Regions from separate parts of the Capsicum annuum genome. Here region 2 is linked to region 1. A link is a contact called in public Hi-C data. All regions are on one chromosome and are shown on one strand. The core of a region is the stretch at or near the end of the contact, and the rest is flanking DNA. Distances in the headings are between cores, read along the strand shown. Region 1 has its middle 8.9 kb from the start of LOC107869580. Region 2 overlaps LOC107869596 (protein SENSITIVE TO UV 2).

Region 1 (6,658 bases), core at 4,070-6,569:
AGTATTTTTTTTGTTGCTTATTATGAATGTATTACCAAGGTCCAAAAGATTTTTTAGGATAAGTAATACTACAGTCTATTGGGTTGGTTAAACGTATCGTATTATTATTTTATATATATATATATATATATATATATATATATATATATATAGAATCGGTATTCGGTGAATACCGAATACCAAACGGTATTAATATCTTGTACCAAACCCAATCCCAAATACCAAAATATTATAATTTTACTCCCAAATACCCTACCAAATAACGAATTACCAAATATCAATTACCAAATTTTTCGGTTCGGTAATTCGACTTTCGGTATTTTATACCCAGCCCTACTAGAAACTTAACCTATTTATATAGGGTAATTTTTCGACAAGAAATATTGATTGACTCCCTTTCGACAAGGCCCCATCCCTTCCTACTATCCACACGGGTGACTCAAGGGTGAGGATAATAATTGTTTGCTTTAAATCCCAAAAAGTTTTAACACTAAATTTTATGATTGTAACTTTACTTAAAATAATATTGAAGATGGTAAAATAGTACAAAATTTATATTAAACAAAAAGAAAATGTACCTTTTAGTTTTTATTATAAATATTTTAGAACTTTAATTAAACTTCATATTAATAAATAGTTTTTTATAACAAAATTCAAGTTAGCATATGGCAAACAAATGGTTACCATCGTATTAACTAGAATTAATCTTACATCTATAAATAATAATATTAATTTATAAAGTTAGAATAATTATATTATTTTGTGAAGTTAGATTTTGTGTCTTTAAAAATCACTACACTAAAAATATGTAAGAACAAAAAAGATGGCTCTATGTTTTTTGTGTGTATGTTTAAGGTCTTTCTTAAAATTTGATTTTGTGCCACAAATTTTATTGAGACACTATAGTAAAACCGAGCTCAACCTGTCCTTTCTATGAGTCGAATCATGAGAGTTGACCCAATATGTTAAATTCATAATAATTCATCAAATATTCATTTTAAAATAGTATGATTGAGCGAATCGAAATGTAATCTAACCCAAACAAATAAAGAATAGTATTATTTCTTTAAATCATTTTGTTCATGTAAATGTACATAAAATTTAGATCTATATATTAGAGATTTGTTCCAATTCCAGTGAAGAAATATTTTGATAATTTCGACACTCAGTAATATATGATAAAATTAAATTTTTTTCTTCAACATAATTATTTGAGAAACGCCAAAATCTTGTTATTTTTTTTTATGGAGAAACGCCAAAATCTTGCTTATAGAGGTCAAGTTAGGTTGGACGGATAGAATTATGACCTATTATTTGATTTATTTTAACCTAAAATAAATTTTTATCCAATTAAATCTTGACTTTACAATTAATCCGACTCATTTTAATTCATCAAAATTTAACCCAAACTCACTCTGTATCACCTTGATATTAACAATAGATAGTCATTCGCGAGTTGGTAAATTGGTAATACCACCTAAACGACTAACCTTTTTTGCACAATTAAAAGGCTAAAATTGTTGTGCATATTTGGTGGTTATTGATTCTAAAGTTGACAACTGCACCACATAATAAAAGCTTAATGGATTTGAGAAAGTCATTGATTGTGAAATGACTAATCCACCACTTAAGCTTAGTGGGTTTTCACCTCTCTTGATTTTGACTATATAAGTTGCTCCATCACCATTTTATGTAAGTTTTTTTGTACTATTTTATGTAACACATACTTATTTGAAATTAAAAAGAAAAAAGATATGTAAAACTTTTGCCATCATTCTAATTGAACATACTTTTAGTACCTTACCTATATTTGACTAATTTAAGTTATATACACCATCATTATAAATTTTTTTTTTTTTACACTATTAGGTCATCCTAAGTCTTCCTAAAATATGAAATTTTCCATCTTAAAAGTAAAATAAATTAACTGCTACGATACGGAAGCTTTATAATCTAAATTCATATATGACTTACATGTTAAAAAAAAATCTTTTTAAGTTTTTAGAATTCTGTGTTTCATATAAAATGAAATAGGAGTAATAATTGTAAGAGATAGCTAATCCACTTTGAGTGTCACAACTCATATAAATGCATTCATACTTCAGCAACAGAAAGATGATAGGAACACAAGTTAATGATGACCAACTAAACTATAACCAAACAACTACTACTTACAACAATTATGGACAAGGATTCTAAAATCTAAAAAAAAAAAAAAAAAAAAAGCGTGTACATCAAAAATACTCCTAAAATAATTCGTTTTTTTGAGTTTCATATTCGAACTATCATCAATTATTTGTCAACACACACCTAACAATTAGTTCGTTTTTCGTGCCTGAAATGTCATCACTATTCAAGTAGGAACAATGAATAACCGACAACCGAGGTGTATTTTGACTATATTTCTCCAATTCTTCAAAATTATCAACAAATAATGCATATCGAATTCTCCAAAAGAAGTGTATTTTTGGTGAATTCCGCATGAGTGAAGTATCAAAAGTGAAGAATCCATGCGACCTAGGTTTTGATAAATAGTTGGTTATAACTATAGATAGGAAGCTTGCACGTGTAATTGTTGAGGTATAAAAGTCAAAAAATCAAACATAACTCAAAAAAAAAAAAAACAGATCCAAGAATAATCATGGTCCAACAAAAAAGCAATCAATATACAAGTGAAACCTGTGAGCTAAAAGTGACTTCTAAGTGAAGTAAAGGCAACCCTTTTTCCCTCTATAAAAACAATCTTTCAACTCTCACAAGAAGAAGACATTCAATCAAAAATCATAACACAAAATGGCTTTCAAGTTGAAACCTTTTTGCACTTTCCTTCTTATTCTTCTTATCTTCATTTCTTTTACTTGCACAGTTCATTCATCAACTGTTGTTCATAGGAAACGAGGCATAAGACATGTTGATGGAGTCCATCAAAGGTGGCAAAAGCAGCCATGGATGAATCATGGAAGCAACAGAGGGCCTCCAAAACACCTTGTTAATCCAACGATTAATCATCGATTCGATATACCTGAATTGCCTGTTTAGCTCTTTTCAATCTTGATTAATCTCGATGTTAGTTTTAGGCTTTCCTTTACATTTAAACATGTTGTATTTACAGTCTTGTGTGAAAACATATTTGAATAAATGTAGAATCTTTATTCATTTTGTTTGGCTCATGTATGGAGTATCTTTATTTATTATCACAAGGCTCATGTTGTGACCTTTCTATTTCTGTGCTAATGAGGTTTGGCAAAAATATAGTTCAGACTGAAGTTCTACAAGAATTAGAGCACATATGAAAGAGAAGTGATGAAGCCATATTTAAAGTGACTGAACCTTAACCTTAGGTGATCATAAAATTAAATCATATAGTCGATTTTAACTTGTTGGGAAGTTGGGATTGAGGCTTAGCTGTTAGTTGTTAGTAACATAGTGGTTTTCTGGTCCAGCTAGTGTGTGACTCAACTATTCCATCGAGTACTTGCTATCTTCCATCCACAGAAATACATGATAACTCTGTCCACCAAGTTGAATTCGTTCAAATAGAACATCTCCACCCGTATGTTATATCTTGAATAACGTCTTTTCCGATTCAAGACAGGTCAACAAAAATGGAAGCCCCAAGATAGTCGCTATATAATGAGGTCTAACAAAAAAGGACAGCCAAGTGCACTAAAACTCACGCTATATGAGCAGGGTTCGAGGAAGGGCCGAACCACAACGGTTTATTGTACGTAGTCTTACCCTATACCTTTCAGCAAGAAGCTTGAACTTGTGACCTCCACACAAAGTCGAACAATAAATCATAATTTAAGCCGATAAAAAACACCTAATTTATCTCTAATTAGGCTGTATATACGAACAATACTCATCATTGTGGACCAAAATCATCATAATAGTACCACATGGTTTCTCTCAAAGTAGCAGTCAACAAATACTAATTTATATAGTGTTACACAGATGAAGATTCTACCTATAGGCATGCCAAAAGTGTAAGCAAGTGAATTATTCCCCCTTCTTCTTGAAGCAAAGGATAATTATACATGACAATCAACGCTGAGCACTGCATACATAGCAAGTAGGTGCAACATACATTGTTTACTAGTAACAAAAACACCCTTTGTCCCCATTTTGAATAACTTGTCAATGGGTTCAACGCTAAGAACCTAAAAGGTCCTTGATCAGCCTCTGAAGGCTTTAACCCGAAGTCTTTGAGTAAGAATGTTGAAAGTATTTCCCAAGTATTTGCCGACACATATACCTAAGATATGAGGAGAAGAGCTATAATTTGAAAAACTAAGACATCATCCAATAGTTACATTTGAGGTTTGTTTTGTTTGGATGCTCAACAACTATAAGAAGAAAAGTCAACAAAATTAATGAAGAGAATACTGAAAGGGATCACACAAGTTGATACCAAGATTTCATTTTTTGTTTTCCATCCTGTTTGCGGTATCCGCTTTAAACATCCGCATCCGCTCCTGTCTAGAAAAATTATTTTCAGGATTCAAAGTCAAGACACATTAATAAAGATAAAAACATTTTTACCATTCATTATATGCAAGGGGACAAGCTGCAATTGACTCTTCCCATTGCGAAATATAAAAAGATCAAACTAAAAAAAATCCCATTATGTAAAAAAATTGAAAGAAAAAAATAAAAACAAAAGGAACTTGATTCCAAATTTCCTCGTCCATGCTGGGATTGGATTCTTCCTTCACATGGTAGGTAGAAGTAATTTTTTTTCACCTTTTCCATCACTAATAATGTCTGTTTAACACTAACTACACTATTTCTTTTATAAATGATTTAACTGTCAAAAAGTATTTGTACTATCAGTGTAAAAAAATTATACTATCAATATTTTTTACCTTTTGTAGGTTACTTCCATAGTTTTCATCATGACTTTTTCATTACTATATTTCCTTTTATATTGTTTCATATATGTGTTAGTTACGCTAACAGTCCGTTGGAAACATCCTCTCCAAGGTAGAGGTAAAGTTGCGTACACACTACTATCCTCAAAGCCACTTATGGGACTACACCGGGTATTTTGTTGTTGTTGTTGGTTACCTCCTTACTTTTAGCGGCTAATCCAACTTCCTACAAACAGTTACCTTCAGTAATCTTTTATGTGAATTTGGTAGTATAAAGTTTCTTTTATGTTGTAGGTGCGCTGAAGTTAAACTCATTTATAAAATAAAAAGAGATAATTGTCCTCTCAAAAGTCATGATTCAATCCTAAATGCATTCATTTCAGCAACACAACTCCACCAACAGAATGATGGCAACAACACAAGTAGAGACACATGACCCTACAATGAAACAAAACACCAATAATCACAGGTACTGATTAACACAAGCAATCAATATTCAGAGTGTGACTTACTGTGTGATGTGATCCAAAATGATATTTCTTGTGACTCTTAAATGTAGAAAAAAGCAACACGTTTTTTCCTCTATAAGAAGCATCAATAATCCAGGAAATGCATATCAACTACAAAAGCCACAACATAATGGTCCTGAAGCTTAAGCCTTTCTCCTACCTTCTTTTGTTCATCATTTTCAGCTCTTTTACATCAGTGTATTCAACTGATATAGGACTAGGTCATGGAAAACTTGACAAAAGTCATGTCCAAGAAATGCATCAAAGATGGCAATGGAGATCATGGATGAATCACGGGAGCTTCCGGGGAGCTCGAAAACACCTTGTGAATCCCACAGTTGAGCATAATCCATTTGATGTTCCAAAATTGACTGTTTAGCTCTTCTAAATTTCCATTTCGACTCTACTCTCTTAACAGCTGGTTGAAGAATCAGGTCAGGTGTCTTTTTCTTTTAATGGCAGTGTCTGCTTCAGTTTGCGCATATCTGTATTATTTCATACAATAACGCAGGTACCAAACAACTTGTCTATCAGGAATGAAACCAGCATATCATAGTGTAAAATGCATGTACATTTCTATCAATGAAAGACTCTTTCCCTCCCCCTTTAATTACTGTTGTTCATGCCTTTAATGCCAATTCATTAGCATACAGCTCATACAGGGCCTCCTTCACTTCTTTCTTAATGAGGACATACTATATGATATAACCACTACTTGCACTAACCTTACTGTCAGTATGTCAGTTTATCTTATTTGGATCTCTCCAAGAAAATGGATATCTCCACATTAAGCTACGCTGTAAAATCCTAGCTTAATGATGCTAATTTGAGAAGCAAACCCATCATTCTTGAAAACAAATCATACCAGCACATGGTTTCTCTAAGAAGGAAGTGACTGAAAATATGCCAAAACAAGTTGTGAGAATGGTGGAGTTTGAACCAACTTATATGTCCCTCAACTATTTTATCAAGTATTTGTTAACTCTCACCAGCACATGCATCAGTTGATTCTAGCAACCAAAGCTTAGATGGGATGCATCAGTTGATTCTAGCAACCAAAGCTTAGATGGGAAGTTTCACCTAGCATTATTTTAACCCTGATGTCCTTAGTTTTCATCACATGCCTGATGCCACTGACCTTGAAGGCCATCATGTTTCATTGATCACTACGCCGCACCCTTGGGTACTCGGATGCTATAATTTTTTTCTCCACAATATAAGATCAAATGCTATGAATAAACATGGTTTACAATGAAAAGAGATCAAGTCCATTTTGAA
Region 2 (6,792 bases), core at 1,765-4,264, 99 kb after region 1:
GGAGTTTTTGTGGAGGTGTTTGGAGGCTAGAGGGGTGCTCGTGGCGTACATTAGGTCAATTCAGGATATGTACGATGGTGCGAAGATGCGTGTGAGGACGGTAGGAGGAGATTCAGAGCACTTTCCTCTTTTGACAGGGTTGTACCAAGGATCAATTCTTAGTTCATTTTTGTTTGCCTTGGTGATGGATGTTTTGATACGGCGTATTCAATGGGAGGTGCCTTAGTGTATGTTATTTGCAGATGATGTTGTACTGATTGATGAGACTCAGGGTGGAGTTAAATTTAATGATAAGTTGGAGGTTTGGAGACAGATTCTTGAGCTTAAAGGTTTTAGGTGAAGCAGGACTAAAACGGAATACTTGGAGTGTAAGTTTAGTGATTTGCTGCATGAGGGTGACGTGGTTGTGGAGTTGGATTCTCAGGCCATTCAGAAGAGAGAGAGTTTCAAGTATTTTGGGTCTATAATTCAGGGGAATGGTGAGATTGATGAGCATGTCTCGCACCGTATTGGTGCAGCGTGGTTGAAATGACAGCTCGCCTCGGGAGTCTTGTGTGATAAGAAGGTGCATCCATAGCTTAAAGGTAAGTTCTATAGAGTGACAGTCCGACCGACTATGTTGTATGGAGTAAGTGTTGGCTTGTTAAGAATTCCTACGTCCAAAAGTTGAAGGTGGCGTAGATGAGGATGTTGCGGTGGATGTGTGGACGTATCAGGAGAGATAAGGTAAGAAATGATATTATTTGGGAGAAGATGGGTGTGGCTTTGGTAGGGGAACAAGATGCGAGAAGTGAGGTTGCGTTGGTTCGGGCATGTGATGAGGAGGGACACGGATGCTCCAGTTTGGAGTTGGAGGTGTGAGAGGCTGACTATGGATAGTTTTAGGAGGGGTAGGCCGAAGAAATATTGAAGGGAGGTGATTAGGTAGGACATGGGGCAGTTACAGCTAACGGAAGACATGATCCTTGATAGGAATGTGTGGAGGACGCAGATTAGGGTAGAGGGTTGGTAGGTAGGAGTACGTTCGTAATAGTAGGAGAGAGTGCTCGTTTTGTATTGGTGTTTGTAGTGTCTTGTAGCCTCTTGTTTGTTTGTTTGCTTTTATATTTTGTTATCTGGTCGGGGGTCTATCGGAAACAGCTTCTCTACTTCAGCTGAGGTTGCAGTATGAACTGCGTATACTCTACCCTCCCCAGACCCCACTTGTGGGAATACCCTGGGTTTGTTGTTGATTGTATTGAAATTTCATTTTCTCAATCTCTTCTATTTGTTCTATTTGCCAGGACCTTGCTCGTTCGAGAGGTACTCATACTCTTGAATAGACTGGTTTCCCATCCCAAGTACTCCAGCCATGCTCTTCGGGCATTAACAAACAGTCGAGAGAAGGCCACATTGACTGTTGATGTAACAAGCAGATTATCCAGTAAACATACATTCTTCTGGCAGGATGTCAGCATGACTCGGCAGATTAGGGAATCCGAAATCATAGATTTAGCTCAGGTGTTGACTAGAAGAGTCTTCACGTTTCTTGGAGGTAGCAGCCAATGAAAGAAGCTTGAAAACTAAATTGTTCTGAAAAGTGCAGAAGCACCCATGGAACTATCGAGTTATGATATTTGACAGCAACAGCCGTGGAGCAATGTTGCAGCTTCTGTGCTGAGATTCCTTTGATTAGATTTTCAGCAAAAGTTGCATTTCTGATCACTCTGATATATAAGGTGTAGTGTAGGTATCAATTTTCTGTATATATTTGTAATGTATTTTTGTCTTGGCCAAAATATAACGTTAGATGTCGTATTAAATGTATAATTTTCTAGCTTGGGAGGAGAGGGAGCAGTCTTTCCATTTGAGTCATCCAACCCATCATTGGGAGGGGTAATTTTTGTTGTTTTGGTTTCTCTCCCTATGTAACCCTTAAATAGTTGCATTTCCAATCACCCTATATTCATCAAGACGAAGATGTTTAAAGAGACTATTATATTCATTAAGATAAAGATGAACATGTTTTATAGGGAATATTTACTATAATTTCTTTTGTTTCTTATTTTTTTTAAGTTGGGTACGGGCATAATCTTGTAATGGCTTTGTCACCTTATTGAGTTACGGATGGAGAAAAACGAATGTGGGGATTCAGGATCGAGGTTTCCAAGTGATCATGATAATTCTTTATTTACAAACTAACTCGCCATTAAAATAATGCTATATTTACGATTTTTGTCTCTTCGGCTTAGATATAGACACATTCACATCTATATATTCATTCAACCAACATACATCATTAGGTTAAAAATCTAATGCTCTACCGAGTTATACATACGAAAAAAATGCGCTAGTAAAGAATGGATATGGATATGGATTGGTATGGAAAGCTATACACTCAACAAAAGATGTAATTAAGGGTTGGTACGGAAAAGAAGCCGGGCCCCCTTCTTCCCTTTATATTAACTAAAAATTATACAAATACACAACTTATGTTTTCAATAGTACAAAAAACCCCAACTCTCTAAACATATTACAAAAATCTCAACATATACACAGAATGCTATGCGTATGTCGGTTATGTTATATATATTAATAGGGAGAGAGTAAAGTAATTAAAAAAGTGGGAGAGAGTGTAATTACTTTCAAAATGATCGGTATTTATGTTATTTATACTATTATTAAAGGAGCACGACTCTGTATGAGGCTCGCATTACAGAGCATTAGCATTCCTGCAAGAAAAGAGATGTGCTAAGGCGCAGCTACTACTATGAAAAAAAGAGAACATGGTGACATAACAAAATGGTTACTTAAGTACAAAATCACATACTCTAACAAGACTACCTATCACAATCGGAAATACATTACTTTTCATCTAGTAAACTTGTTCAGGAACACCTCTTTTATTGACGCGCTCACATTCATCGATCCATTCATGGTATATGTTGATAGGTTCAGTCAAAGATGTAACAATCATACTAAATTTTGCTTTGCAATTGTAGCAGATGGCCTCTCCAATCAAATTCTTGATATCAATGGGACATTCTACTGCTCTTTCATGACAACAAAATGGACAAGTAAAAACTGTTTCAAGTTTGTGAATTTTCTTCTTTGGTGCTGGCTATACTCTCGATTTCTCTTTCCCATTCTTTTTTCTTTGTCAACAAAAAAATTTGGGATATTAATTTCCAGTGAAAGAGTCCACTGTTTATAATTGTTTTTGTTTTCCTAAATTGATTTGGATTCGAATAGTTCAGTTTCCTTATTAATTTGGACTTAGGATAAAAAGTTATTTATGGAAATAAATAGTTTGTGAAGACTAAACACGTTTTTCCAAATTGAGTCAAATTAGTAGGAGATTGGAAGATTCTCGTTCTATCTTTATTTGTTGTTTTAAGGAAACTACTTGTGCTTTAATTTATTGGGTTAATAACATTTTTTTTGTTTATAAATTATTTGTAAATTCTTATTTTAGTCCGTGTGATATCTGATTCATGAGCACATTTAATATTTAATTACTTGAAATGTACATTTTTAATCACTTTTTGCTTGCTTGTTCCACCATTTAGTAATAGTATTGCACAGCCCAATCCAATGCAAAGATGAAGATTAAACCAAACATGTTTCTCCAAATAAGGTCTCCAAAGACAGCTATAATAAAACCAAACAACTCGATTAACATATGAAATAGTTAAGGAAAGGACAAAACAAATGCGAGCATGTAATACACAAAGGGGTCGTTTGGTAGGGTGTAATAGAATAATGCAGAATATAGCATAGTTATAATGCTTGCTACAGGGTAATTGTGTCTTTAACCATGCTAATACATGTATTAAAATTCCTTCCATTACTAATATCATCTCAAATTCCTAGGAAGAAAAAGAGAAAGTTGGTCCTTAGCGTACTACGTGTGTGAAAAATGTATGAGCAACTTTAATAAGTCGCAACTGTTTAGTACTCAATTATATATATATATATATATATATATATATATATATATATATATATATATATTTTGATAATTACATAAATATCGAATTTTAATTTTCGCGATACATCACCGAGACTTGGATGCCCTATCCTTATTAATTTGGGTTTAGGAAAAAGAGCTATTTATGGAAATAAATAGTTTGTGAAGACTAAACACGTTTCCTTAATTTGAGTCAAATTAGTAGGAGATTGGAAGATTGTTGTTCTATCTTTATTTGTTGTTTTAAGGAAACTACTTGTGCTTCAAGTTTTGGGGTAATATCATTTTTTTGTTTATAAATTTGTAAATACACTTTTAATCACTTTTTGCTTGCCAGACATCGTAATTTTTTAGAATATTGCAAAGCCCAATACAATGCAAAGATGAAGATTAAACCAAACATGTTTCTCCAAACGTCTTCAAAAAATTTCTTCAAAGAGAGAAAATAAAGGGCAAAATGATCTCGTGGACCCTTACACTTGTCCGAGTTTGTAAAGTGAACACCTCTACTTACACTTTTGCCATCTGAACCACTCAACTCATTAAAATACAATATTTTAGATCCCTCTGACCGTTGACCAAGTTTATATGGTATGGACACGTGGGTACGAATGAGGATCATTTTAACATCAAAATAATTAAAGAAAAAGTAAAAAAAAGAAAAAAAAGGCCACTCCCATCGCACCAACCCGCCTCCCCAGCACCACCTATAGCCTCTCCTTCTCCCTCCTTCGCACCAGCCCCTCTCCCCAGCACCACCTACAACCCTCCCCAAACCCTCTTCCTTCGCACCAGCCACCCCTCTACCCCCAATGTACCAACCCCCTCCCCAGCACCACCTACAACCCTCCCAAACCCCATCCTTCTCACCAGTCCCCCCCTCCCCCCTAAAAAAAAACCAACGCACCTGGCCCCCCTTCCCAACACCACCTATAGCCCTCCCCAACCCTCTTCTTTCGCAATAGCCCCTCCCCCCCTCAGACACCCCCTAACGCACTAGCCTTCCCTCTCAGCACCGTTTACAGCCCTCACCCCCTCCCCCCCCAAAAAAAATAAAAAATAAAAAAAACCTTGAGTCACTTTTTTTTTTTTTTTTTTTTAAATTCTCTCAATTCAATCTTTTCATAATTTTTAGGGTTAAAATTTAAATTTGAATTGAAAGTGAGTTATAGTGGATATTGAAAAATTAGTGAAATTCATGGATAAGCTTGAAAAAACTTAAAGTTTTTGTTGATTTGTTAGAGATTTTTAAATTTGAAAATTGAAAATTCATTATGTTTGTATATATGAATTTATAGTTGAAAATTTAAATTAGTTGGAGAGGAATTTCAATTATTTGAAATAAATTTGATGCTTAATAATTGAGCAAATATAAGAACATGGCTACAATTTATAAAAGTTGTTTATTTAATTTATGTAGCATTTAAAAATGACATGAAATTTAATGCAACATTTAAAAATGACGTGGAAGTTGACGTGGAGGTGGTTGTGATACAAAAGTGAGTGTGTGTCAAGAGAGTCAAACCAACACAAGAATAACAAGATGAACAACAACAATGCTAGTGAAAATAGGCCACACACGGCTTCACTAGACTTCAAGGTTTACAAAAAATGACAAGATGATAGAGATTACAAGATTACAATAACAACAACAAGAGCAACAAAGTGGCAACAACTATAGTGAATCGAAAATGGCCCCACACGGCCTCACTATGTTACCACACAAACAACAAGATTACAAATTAAAGATAGTAACTTGACATACAATATTCAAGAATTTAAGAACCCTAACAACATGAAAGGACCCTAAGACTAAAGAATATTATTATCAAGTTCTTACTTAGATCAAGAGGAACTCAATGACCTCAAGATCCTATTTTCTAGCCAAGATTCAACCCAAGTGTCACTCCAATTGGGAATTTCGATTTTGAGCTTCTCCAATGGAAGAGAGAAGTTCAAAATATTACAAGTCTTGTGTTCTCAAAATATCATGAACGAACTAACTCCAAAATAACCCTAACATTATCTATTTATATTAGTCCACAAAGAGAGATAACAAATGACCATCCTACCCTTGCCAAGGGGTGGCCTTGGAGTGTAAGTTTATTACACTTCAAGGCTCCTCTTCACACTTAAAAACATTTAATCCATTGGAAGGCTTAAGTACCAACTCACACACGGCCATTTACATGAACATAGCTTGGAGTTTTTGTAATTCCTGAGCTTAGCTACGTGTGAATGGTCGTGAACTTGTTGGACAACTTGGTACATGTAACACTCCGGAAAATGGGTCCCGGAGCGTCACACGGTGCTTGAGGCTACGAGTAGCCCCAAGCTAACCCTTTGAGCCATTTTCGTTCAGTTCAAAACAAATCAACGGGGTTTCTATAAATAACCCTCAAATATCAGCAGAGTAATCATCATCTAAGAATAAAAGAATTTCAGAAAGATAACAAAATACGACTTATTAGTCAACTCCCAACATCTATACTAGTCTAACAAGCCTTTAAGAAAATCAATAAAACCAGCGAGCCATTGAGACATGCCCCAACTGACTCATACTCAATTATCAAATATAAACAATTCCGTGAAACCAACATCAGACATCACGTCCTCGAAACATGAGGACTCACCACAACAGAGGATGTAGAACAGCGTGCCCAAAGAATCACTATCGAACCTGGAACTGAGCACCTGAACCTACATTTTGAGAAAATGCAGCCCACATTCGAAGATGTGGGTCAGTACCATGGAAAGGAACTGAGTATATGGGGCTGTATGCAGTTGTATAAACATCATCATCATAAATATTTATAAGAAATATACAGGATGTATGAAAGACT

What was found. A called contact is a pair of places that touch in the nucleus more often than the background predicts.
Region 2: a contact with region 1 is called in a Hi-C map of leaf, with 1.9 times the contacts expected there. The contact joins two enhancer-like sites. A contact is called at or near these places in 2 of 5 Hi-C or Micro-C datasets (leaf and placenta).

What each region holds. Positions count from the first base shown.
Region 1 is chr1:21,096,787-21,103,444 of UCD10Xv1.1, forward strand. No RefSeq gene overlaps it. Among protein-coding and RNA genes, the nearest start is that of LOC107869580, 8.9 kb to the right of the region's middle. Within about 2 kb of position 5,320, at least 5 of the 5 cell types and tissues checked have an H3K27ac peak or open chromatin away from gene starts, as enhancers often do. A contact at or near this core is called in leaf, where this site is marked.
Region 2 is chr1:21,198,102-21,204,893 of UCD10Xv1.1, forward strand. It overlaps LOC107869596 (protein SENSITIVE TO UV 2), which reads left to right. Exons shown (of 12, transcript XM_047395133.1): 12 at 1,284-2,037. The coding sequence ends at 1,548. Among protein-coding and RNA genes, the nearest start is that of LOC107869596, 15 kb to the left of the region's middle. Within about 2 kb of position 3,015, at least 3 of the 5 cell types and tissues checked have an H3K27ac peak or open chromatin away from gene starts, as enhancers often do. A contact at or near this core is called in leaf, where this site is marked.